Linked DNA regions of Pan troglodytes: region 2 is linked to region 1. Evidence: chromatin contacts called from public Hi-C data. All regions are on one chromosome and are shown on one strand. Each heading gives the region's core, a stretch centred on a gene start, on an enhancer-like site or on the middle of the called end of the contact. The rest is flanking DNA. Distances are from core to core; before and after follow the strand shown.

What was found. A called contact is a pair of places that touch in the nucleus more often than the background predicts.
Region 2: a contact with region 1 is called in a Hi-C map of stem cell-derived neural progenitor cells, with 5 times the contacts expected there. The contact joins the promoter of MAF here to the enhancer-like site in region 1. A contact is called at or near these places in 1 of 7 Hi-C or Micro-C datasets (stem cell-derived neural progenitor cells) and 1 of 1 datasets of contacts at active chromatin or transcription factors (stem cell-derived excitatory neurons).

What each region holds. Positions count from the first base shown.
Region 1 is chr18:77,580,784-77,585,695 of NHGRI_mPanTro3-v2.0_pri, reverse strand. No RefSeq gene overlaps it. Among named protein-coding and RNA genes, the nearest start is that of MAF, 160 kb to the left of the region's middle. Within about 2 kb of position 3,040, at least 10 of the 24 cell types and tissues checked have an H3K27ac peak or open chromatin away from gene starts, as enhancers often do. A contact at or near this core is called in stem cell-derived neural progenitor cells, where this site is marked.
Region 2 is chr18:77,743,560-77,748,471 of NHGRI_mPanTro3-v2.0_pri, reverse strand. It overlaps MAF (MAF bZIP transcription factor), which reads left to right and starts at 2,782. Exons shown (of 2, transcript XM_511123.7): 1 at 2,782-4,344. The coding sequence starts at 3,227. It overlaps LOC104002681 (a long non-coding RNA gene), which reads right to left and starts at 2,294. Exons shown (of 2, transcript XR_008540073.1): 1 at 791-2,294.

The DNA.
Region 1 (4,912 bases), core at 1,791-4,290:
CCGCATAATAGCAATATGTCAGCAACAAGCGTTTACCAAAAGCTGCAGAGGACAGAGCTTGGCTGGGAAGTGTGCACAGCTTTTTCCTTTGGGCCACTTGTTCCTGTCTCTCCCACTCCAGAAAACAGACCAAGAGCCAAGTGAGTAAATATGAGAGCAGCATGGAGTTGTTATCAGATCTGCTTTAATTTATATGTTAAAAATAACAGCAAGCCATTCTGAAGTTTCCATATTTTACTAGTAATCATTAGAAATTAGATGAGGTTGGCTGGGTGTGGTGGCTTATGCCTATAATCCCAGCACTTTGGGAGGCCAAGGCAGGTGGATCACGAGGTCAACATGGTGAAACCCCTTCTCTACTAAAAATACAAAAATTAGCCAGGCATGGTGGCGCGTACCTGTAGTTCCAGCTACTCAGGAGAGTGAGGCAGGAGAATCGTTTGAACCTGGGAGGCAGAGGTTGTAATGAGCCAAGATTGCACCACTGCACTGCAGCCTGGTGACCAAACGAGACTCCGTCCCAAAAGAAAAAAAAAAGAAGAAAGAAGAAAGAAAGAAATTAGTTGAGGTTGTGCTGCACCATGTACTCATGCACCTGATCGGGACTTCCTGTGTACCTACTGTGCGCTAGGCACCACACTGGTACAAAGGCAATTCACACAGCCCTTCCACTGGGGTGCTCACCTTCTCGCTCTGTGAATATGGTGTGTGCTTCAAGGCAGCATGTGCTGGGGCCCAAGACAGCTGCAAAGCCAGGGCAGCAAGAGCCCCCTTTTCTGGCTTTTCTTCCTTATCATTCTTAGAAACACGCCATCTATTGCTTCCTTCCTGCATCCAGGTGGTAGTGGTGCAACTCGAGGGAAAGGAGAACTTGAACCATGTCCAAAGGGAAGGAATGTCATAATTAGGGAAGTGGAAAATAGAACTGAGCCAAAGGAATCTGGTTCTGACTGTGCCTGTCTGTTCTCCAGACTGTAAATAGGGACCTCAGTGAAGCGCCTGTGGCCAGAAGACCTCTCGCATCAAAACAAAACAAAGAAAAGCAAATCAACAACAGCAGCAACCCAAGTCCCTGATGCACGGGGCTATGTCAAATTTTATTTTCTGTGATTAATATATTGGTCTCTTTGGTTGCCCCTGTGATCTGTTTCGGTCGTTTCCATCCCGTGACTGCTGGGCATCTCCTATGCAGAATCCATCCTGGTGCTTCCAGCACTTCCTCTGTTGGCTTTGTCATCTTCTGTCCTCACTCTTACTGTGGTCTATGTAACATGGACCTCTTTCTGAGTGAGTGTCTATGGTTTTGCATCTTTCCATCCAATGGAGCAGAGCAGACTGTTTTTGCAGCAATATACTATTACTTGGAACCTTTGTTTTCTTATCCAGAGCAAGAAGAGATTAATAAATATTAAGTGCTGGCCAGGCGCCGGTGGCTCACACCTGTAATCCCGGCACTTTGGGAGGCCGAGGTGGGTGGATCATGAGGTCAGGAGATTGAGACCATCCTGGCTAACAAGGTGAAACCCTGTCTGTACTAAAAATACAAAAATTAGCCGGGCATGGTGACGGGCGCCTGTGGTCTCAGCTACTAGGGAGGCTGAGACAGGAGAACGGCATGAACCCGGGAGGCAGAGCTTGCAGTGAGCCAAGATTGAGCCACTGCACTCCAGCCTGGGTGGCAGAGCAAGACTCCGTCTCAACAAAAAAAAAAAAAAAAAAAAAGTAAGTACCTACCCCATAGGACGATAGGGATGGTGAAAGAGGTGGACTTGTGCAGGCACAGTGCAAAGAACTGCTTAATACACTCTTATTCCTGGTACGTAAATGAACGATGAATGAACGCAAGGCAGTGCTGCAAAGTGCAGTGCCCTAGATTAGGATGTGCAAAGCCCAGACTCAATCCCTGCCTCTGCCTCTTGGAGCTAGGGGACACGACAGTATCTTTAAGATAGAAGGGGCTTTGGAGGTGGACAGGCCTGAAGTCAAGCTTGATTATGGCTCTTTCGATGTAATTGTTAATCTTAGGATGTCTCAGTCTCTCACATGATGAGGACAATAATTAATTCTACCTACCTCCCTGGACGGTCCCAGGGATGAAAAGTGGTGTCTGTGAAGTGTGGCAGAGCACACACATGGAATACGTGCTTGAAAAATACCAGTTACTGTGATCATTATTGCTTTCCTTTTATTTCTTCCTAGCGCTTCTTTTCATTAGCATCTCAAAGCCTCTGGGACATGGGCAGGGATCATCCAGGGCTCAGGGAAGGACGGAGGACGTGCCAAGAGAAGGCAGCCTCTGCACGTCCTCGCTGGCTGTGCAGACTTAGAAAACTGATCCGCCCTCTCTGAGCTCCGCCCCCTTCCCTCCTCTGTGAAATGGAGGAAACAATCCTGTCCTCGAGGTTCCCGGGAAGATAAAGTGAGGAATGTCTGCAGGAGCCACTGACGCAAAATAAGTACCCAGCAAATGCCACTTCCCACTGCCCCGTTCCTTACATAATTCTCTGCAGCCTCCTCCAGGCTGTTATCTCCTTGGCAGTGAAGCCGGGCACTGTCTCTTACCCACATGCCCCAGTTAATATTTCAAACGTCCTGAGTTTCTAATTGTGGCGAAGCCCAAGAGCCACCTAATCCGCCCGTGTATTAACTGCTCTACCTCCAAACGGGTGCCTCTGGTCCCAGGGCTGACACTGCTGAGTTAATAATGACTCGATTCATTCCTCACGCCAAGTGCAGGAACCACATAATCTGTGGGGCAGAAATAACTCCTGTAATTGGAAATGCCTGAGGGAACCCCCCACAAAGGGCCTTGTAGCTTGGCATGTGGGAACCTCCTGCCCCCACTCTCTTTCCCCTGCCCCCCCAACGCCACGGGGCCTCTGCTGTTTTCTAAAGCCTGCTCAGACCTGGCGTCTCTAAGAGACAGGCTCTCCAAGGGATGGCATTCCAGCCCCAGAAATATGCTCAGTAGTAGCCCCGGCTTCCCGGTGCCCTGGGGCCGACTCCTGTCTCCACAAACAGGCCTCCTAGAAGCCCAGGCCAGCAGCCCCTGCAGAGGCGGAAACCTCCCGCCTGGCCTGTGTCCCACTCTAGGTGAAAGGGGAATGCGGCCCACGTCTCAGCATGTGGGAACCCCCTTCCCAGCCAAGGCAGAAGTTTCTATTGTGAGGGAGTGAAAAGGAAGTGCTAGGATTGAGCCTGCCCAATGCCAGCCTACGGTTTCTCTCAGTGAACTTAGTGAATGTCATGGCCGAGAAGCTCGTGCTCTGGAAGCTAGCAGAGAGTAATGCCAGGGTTTTCAGAGGCCAGTCCCCTCCACGGTGAAGCTGGGTGACCGGCATGAGCTCTCGGAGGTGTCCTTTCCTCAGCTGTAAAATGAGGGGGCACACAGGCCTCCTTGGGGGACTACATGGGTGGAATGTGCAGTGGCTGGCTCTGGGTACCTCCTCAACCACCTTTGTCTCCCTCACTGTAAAATGGGATGCAAAGTCCCATCAGCCCGACTTTAATGAAGTTGAGACATTCTTGAAGCATTTCAAGCAGGATGTGTGGCTATGTCCCACACCTGTACAATCTCAAACAGGCCACACAGTGGTTGTGCAGCCTGGGGTTCTCTTACACCTGTAATGTACGTCTTCATGTTCCCATTTTACACGGGGGATTATTTAATCTTGGATGACATGTAATTTGCAAGAAGGAGAGCTAGGATTGCAACACAAGCCAAGATGACAGCAAAGTGTCCATTTGGTTTCCTTACGGCATGCTCTCTTCCTTACTCCTGTCTGTAAAATATACAGAAATGCATACACACACACACACACACACACACACACACACACACACACACACACACACACAGCTTTCTCCCATTTTAGTCTTTAACACATGCCTTGAGAGTGGGCAGGGCAGATGCCGAGGTTATTAACAGTGTGGGGGATACATGACCATTTCATGCACGTTCAAACTATTTCTGAAAACAGCCCTGCTTGTGACTCTGAAGTGCGGGATTTCTGAACAAACAGTCAGATCTCTCACTTTCAAAGGAGTATCAGCCATTTAGAAAACAGGCACCTTGGGAGACTTTGCCCAAGACAGTCAAAAGCCTGCCTGCGCTAAGTGTTGCAGCGTCGAGCCTGTGTGTGCAGACTCTCCAGATGCTGGGTCCTGCATGGCATGGTGGAGTGCTGGAGATGCCAAGGTGGAGACCCAGCCCATGTTTCCAAGAGGGCATCAAGTCATCTTAGGGGAAGACGACCAGTGAAACCGACAAATATAAAGTGTGACATGTGGGAAGGGAAAGGTTAGCCCAAGGGTCTCCCTTTTAAATGTCTTTGCAACCAACAAGCTCTTTAGAAGTGAACTCAATTTGGTGAAACCCAGAAAAGTGAGTTACAGTCAAGTCTAGTGAACAAAATGATAAATAACCCTTTGGTGTAAAAATAAGCAGCAGTGAGAAGAAAGCAAGAGAAGCACTTTTCTTGTGTAATTGGCACCCCAGTTCCCAATGGGTCATCGGCAGTGTTATTTGAGAAGCGTTAACGTACATGTCTGATGCACAGTAGGTGTTTTGCAAATGTTGTTTAAAATGACCTATTTTAAAAATAAATTAATCTCAGCCAGATGCGGTGGCTCACACCTGTAATCCCAGCACTGGGAGGCTGAAGCGGGCAGATCACCTGAGGTCAGGAGTTCAAGACCAGTCTGGCCAACATGGCAAAACCTCATCCCTACTAAAAATACAAAACTTAGCTGGGTGTGGTGGTGAGCACCTGTAGTCCCAGCTAGTTGGAAGGTTGAGGCATGAGAATTGTTTGAACTTGGGAGGCAGAGGTTGCAGTGAGCCGAGATCATGCCACCGCACTCCAGCCTGGGTGACAGAGCTAGACTCTGTTTCAAATAAATAAATAATAAA
Region 2 (4,912 bases), core at 1,533-4,032, 160 kb before region 1:
CCAACAAAATGCTCTTATAAGACCAAAACTACCCTTATAAACAACTTCTCTGCAGTCACGATGAAAAGAAACACTACTTGTCTGAAAAATACCGACAGCGCTGCCCTTTTCAGATTAGGCTGTGCCTATAAATCTTTTGGGAAGTCTTCCATTAAGGATTCCTGCGTTTGCTGAAACTGAAGTCTACTAGGATCAGAGAAATTAACACAGGTCTAATATGGTGCGAGGAACGAGTGAGAGACACCTGAGGTTATAAATAGCAAAGCATGCTGCGGGGTGGGGAAGACCATTCTGAAGTGCAATGTTCAAGACGCTGGCTTAATATATGACTAAGTGTCAGAAGTCAAGTTTTCTGAGAATTACTTTTCAGATAAACAACTTTATAGCACTGCACTTAATCTTACTTACTAGAGACATCTCATTTATGACTGAATTACAAGTAACTTTAATTCTCTTGATATTGCCATAAAGCCCGTTGAAAATCCATCCTGGCACTTTTAAAGGGTTTGGGGCCCTGTTACATGGGGATCCGCTTGCAAAGGTCTCAGCCAGAAATTACACCCCGAGGGTGTCTGTATCCCCTGGCCTCTTTGTCAACAATCAAGGAGAAGAGGAGGGGCAAAAATGATCTCTGCATCTGCCAGCACTTTCTTCGGCCCCTTTCCTATAGGGTCGGGTTCTCCCACTTCAGTCAAACTAACTTTGTGTGTCTCTTTCCTCCTCCCACACTGGGTAACCAGCTGCTTTTCACTTCATCGACAAAACTGGACACGGATCAATTTCAACTGACCTTTGCCGAAAGGTGGCGCTGTTGAGGTAAAAACCAACTCGCTCCAACAATAGTTTCCACTCTTCGATCCTTTTGCAGGCTTTTCAGAATTTTTTTTTTTTTAATGCACCCTCCTAGCGTCTCCCCCTTCTCATAAAGTAAAATAAATACGATTAACAACACCAAATGCATTTCATTAATTGAAGGAATCAACAGTCCCAACTTCTAAGCAGACGGGCTGGTCTTCCAAAGGCTGGGTCGGTTTCAGGAGCTTTCTCTCCAAATAAATCTCTGCTTCTTCGACTTGCCTATCGCTTTAAAATCTTAGAAACAGAGTTAGTTGTTGGTTTCCTTCTTTTTTTCTTTTTCTTTTTTATTTCTTTTTTTGCATAAACTTTTAGAGAATCAATCTAGAAATTTAAACTACTTATTAGCATTTGCAACTGGGGGTAGGGGGAGCAGCCTCCCCCACCCCACCCCCCACTCTGCGTTTCCGGACTAGTTCCAGAAACCGCGGTTTAAAATTTAACCCTTCGAGGGTAGCTGGTGAGGGCTGGGGTATTGTTTTTCCCCCTTGCTCCCTGCCACGATCAAGTCCGAAATAATTAAAGGAAACGTAAAAGTGCAAAGGGCGCGCCTGACCCTGATAAACAGAGGTCAGATTTCGTAAGGGGATGGGTGAGTGTGAGTGTGTGTGTGTGTGTGTGTGAGAGAGAGAGAGAGAGCGAGCGCGCAATATGAGTCTCAAAGGCCAAACTGCGGCCAGTCAGGAGCCGGAAGGCTGAGCCCGGCTGACCTGACTTTGAGCTTCCCCGGAGTTATCTCGCATAGGCGCTCGCTCTGTCCAAGGGCACGCGACGCCAGCGGGCAGCCAGTCTCCGTGAAGAATGGCCTCTAAACAACTTATTTTACCTCCTTGTAAAGAGAGTGATAAAATGGGCTTTCCCTCTCCACGGATGCCCAGCCTTCTGGGCAGGCGCACGGCCGGGCGGCGCCCAGCCCGCAGTCCCGATCCGGACACCCCACTGCATCCCTCCCTTCCCGGTCCCTTCCCCGCACGGGCGCCCGAGAGACGGACAAAGAGTTGGGGCCAAGTTTGAGCGCCGGGCACGGCCAGGCTCAGGGAAGGAAGGTCCCCGGCAGACACCTGGGTACCAGAGTTGGTGCGAGGAGGAAAAGCTGGGAGGCGAATTCACAATCCTGGGGGTGGAGGGCAGGCAGGGGAGGGGAATCAGGCCAATCCCAGCCGAGTGAGCCCCCAGCGAGCTGGGGTTCCGGATGGGAGGCCTGTCTCGCGCTCCAAAGAAAAGCAAACCGTCCTCCTAGGTCCGCCCGGATTGCCGAAGCCCCTCTGGAAAAACTCCTTCCCCTCTTACACCAAACTTTGCGTCGGGCCTCGTTCCCTCCCGGGTAGGCAGCGGCGCAGGAAGGGTTAAGCCAGCCCGTCCCAGCTGACAGTCAGCTGATTGGGCCCTGATTGACAGCTCCGAAAAGTTTCCTTGTTTCTATACTATTATGCTAATCGCGGCCGCTCTCGCTGCCTCCCATTGGCCCGGAGTGCCAGTCAATTTCTCATTTGGACCTGACGTCACGAGTGCTATAAAACTCAGCAATTGCTTTAAACTCTTCTTGCTGGATCAGAGGCTTTAAAATCTTTTTTCATCTTCGAGCTGTAGCTCGGGCTGCTTGTCGGCTTGGCCTCCCCCTCCCCCCTTTGCTCTCTGCCTCGTCTTTCCCCAGGACTTCGCTATTTTGCTTTTTTAAAAAAAGGCAAGAAAGAACTAAACTCCCCCCTCCCTCTCCTCCAGTCGGGCTGCACCTCTGCCTTGCACTTTGCACAGAGGGAGAGAGCGCGCGAGGGAGAGAGAGGAAAGAAAAAAAATAATAAAGAGAGCCAAGCAGAAGAGGAGGCGAGAAGCATGAAGTGTTAACTCCCCCGTGCCAAGGCCCGCGCCGCCCGGACAGACGCCCGCCGCGCCTCCAGCCCCGAGCGGCCGCCGCGCGCGCCCTGCCTGCAGCCCGGGCCGGCGAGGCGAGCCCTTCCTTATGCAAAGCGCGCAGCGGAGCGGCGAGCGGGGGACGCCGCGCACCGGGCCGGGCTCCTCCAGCTTCGCCGCCGCAGCCACCACCGCCGCCACCGCAGCTCGCGGAGGATCTTCCCGAGCCTGAAGCCGCCGGCTCGGCGCGCAAGGAGGCGAGCGAGCAAGGAGGGGCCGGGGCGAGCGAGGGAGCACATTGGCGTGAGCAGGGGGGAGGGAGGGCGGGCGCGGGGGGCGCGGGCAGGGCGGGGGGGTGTGTGTGTGAGCGCGCTCGGAGGTTTCGGGCCAGCCACCGCCGCGCAAGCTAGAAGCGCCCCAGCCCGGCAAGCTGGCTCACCCGCTGGCCACCCAGCACAGCCCGCTGGCCCCTCTCCTGCAGCCCATCTGGCGGAGCGGCGGCGGCGGCGGCGGCAGGAGAATGGCATCAGAACTGGCAATGAGCAACTCCGACCTGCCCACCAGTCCCCTGGCCATGGAATATGTTAATGACTTCGATCTGATGAAGTTTGAAGTGAAAAAGGAACCGGTGGAGACCGACCGCATCATCAGCCAGTGCGGCCGTCTCATCGCCGGGGGCTCGCTGTCCTCCACCCCCATGAGCACGCCGTGCAGCTCGGTGCCCCCTTCCCCCAGCTTCTCGGCGCCCAGCCCGGGCTCGGGCAGCGAGCAGAAGGCGCACCTGGAAGACTACTACTGGATGACCGGCTACCCGCAGCAGCTGAACCCCGAGGCGCTGGGCTTCAGCCCTGAGGACGCGGTCGAGGCACTCATCAGCAACAGCCACCAGCTCCAGGGCGGCTTCGATGGCTACGCGCGCGGGGCGCAGCAGCTGGCCGCGGCGGCCGGGGCTGGTGCCGGCGCCTCCTTGGGCGGCAGCGGCGAGGAGATGGGCCCCGCCGCCGCCGTGGTGTCCGCCGTGATCGCCGCGGCCGCCGCGCAGAGCGGCGCGGGCCCGCACTACCACCACCACCACCACCACGCCGCCGGCCACCACCACCACCCGACGGCCGGCGCGCCCGGCGCCGCGGGCAGCGCGGCCGCCTCGGCCGGTGGCGCTGGGGGCGCGGGCGGCGGTGGCCCGGCCAGCGCTGGGGGCGGCGGCGGCGGCGGCGGCGGCGGAGGCGGCGGGGGCGCGGCGGGGGCGGGGGGCGCCCTGCACCCGCACCACGCCGCCGGCGGCCTGCACTTCGACGACCGCTTCTCCGACGAGCAGCTGGTGACCATGTCTGTGCGCGAGCTGAACCGGCAGCTGCGCGGGGTCAGCAAGGAGGAGGTGATCCGGCTGAAGCAGAAGAGGCGGACCCTGAAAAACCGCGGCTATGCCCAGTCCTGCCGCTTCAAGAGGGTGCAGCAGAGACACGTCCTGGAGTCGGAGAAGAACCAGCTGCTGCAGCAAGTCGACCACCTCAAGCAGGAGATCTCCAGGCTGGTGCGCGAGAGGGACGCGTACAAGGAGAAATACGAGAAGTTGGTGAGCAGCGGCTTCCGAGAAAACGGCTCGAGCAGCGACAACCCGTCCTCTCCCGAGTTTTTCATGTGAGTCTGACACGCGATTCCAGCTAGCCACCCTGATAAGTGCTCCGCGGGGGTCCGGCTCGGGTGTGGGCTTGCTAGTTCTAGAGCCACGCTCGCCACCACCTCACCACCCCCACCCCCACCGAGTTTGGCCCCCTTGGCCCCCTACACACACACAAACCCGCACGCACACACCACACACACACACACACACACACCCCACACCCTGCTCGAGTTTGTGGTGGTGGTGGCTGTTTTAAACTGGGGAGGGAATGGGTGTCTGGCTCATGGATTGCCAATCTGAAATTCTCCATAACTTGCTAGCTTGTTTTTTTTTTTTTTTTTTACACCCCCACCCCCACCCCCGGACTTGCACAATGTTCAATGATCTCAGCAGAGTTCTTCATGTGAAACGCTGATCACCTTTGAAGCCTGCATCATTCACATATTTTTTCTTCTTCTTCCCCTTCAGTTCATGAACTGGTGTTCATTTTCTGTGTGTGTGTGTGTTTTATTTTGTTTGGATTTTTTTTTTAATTTTACTTTTAGAGCTTGCTGTGTTGCCCACCTTTTTTCCAACCTCCACCCT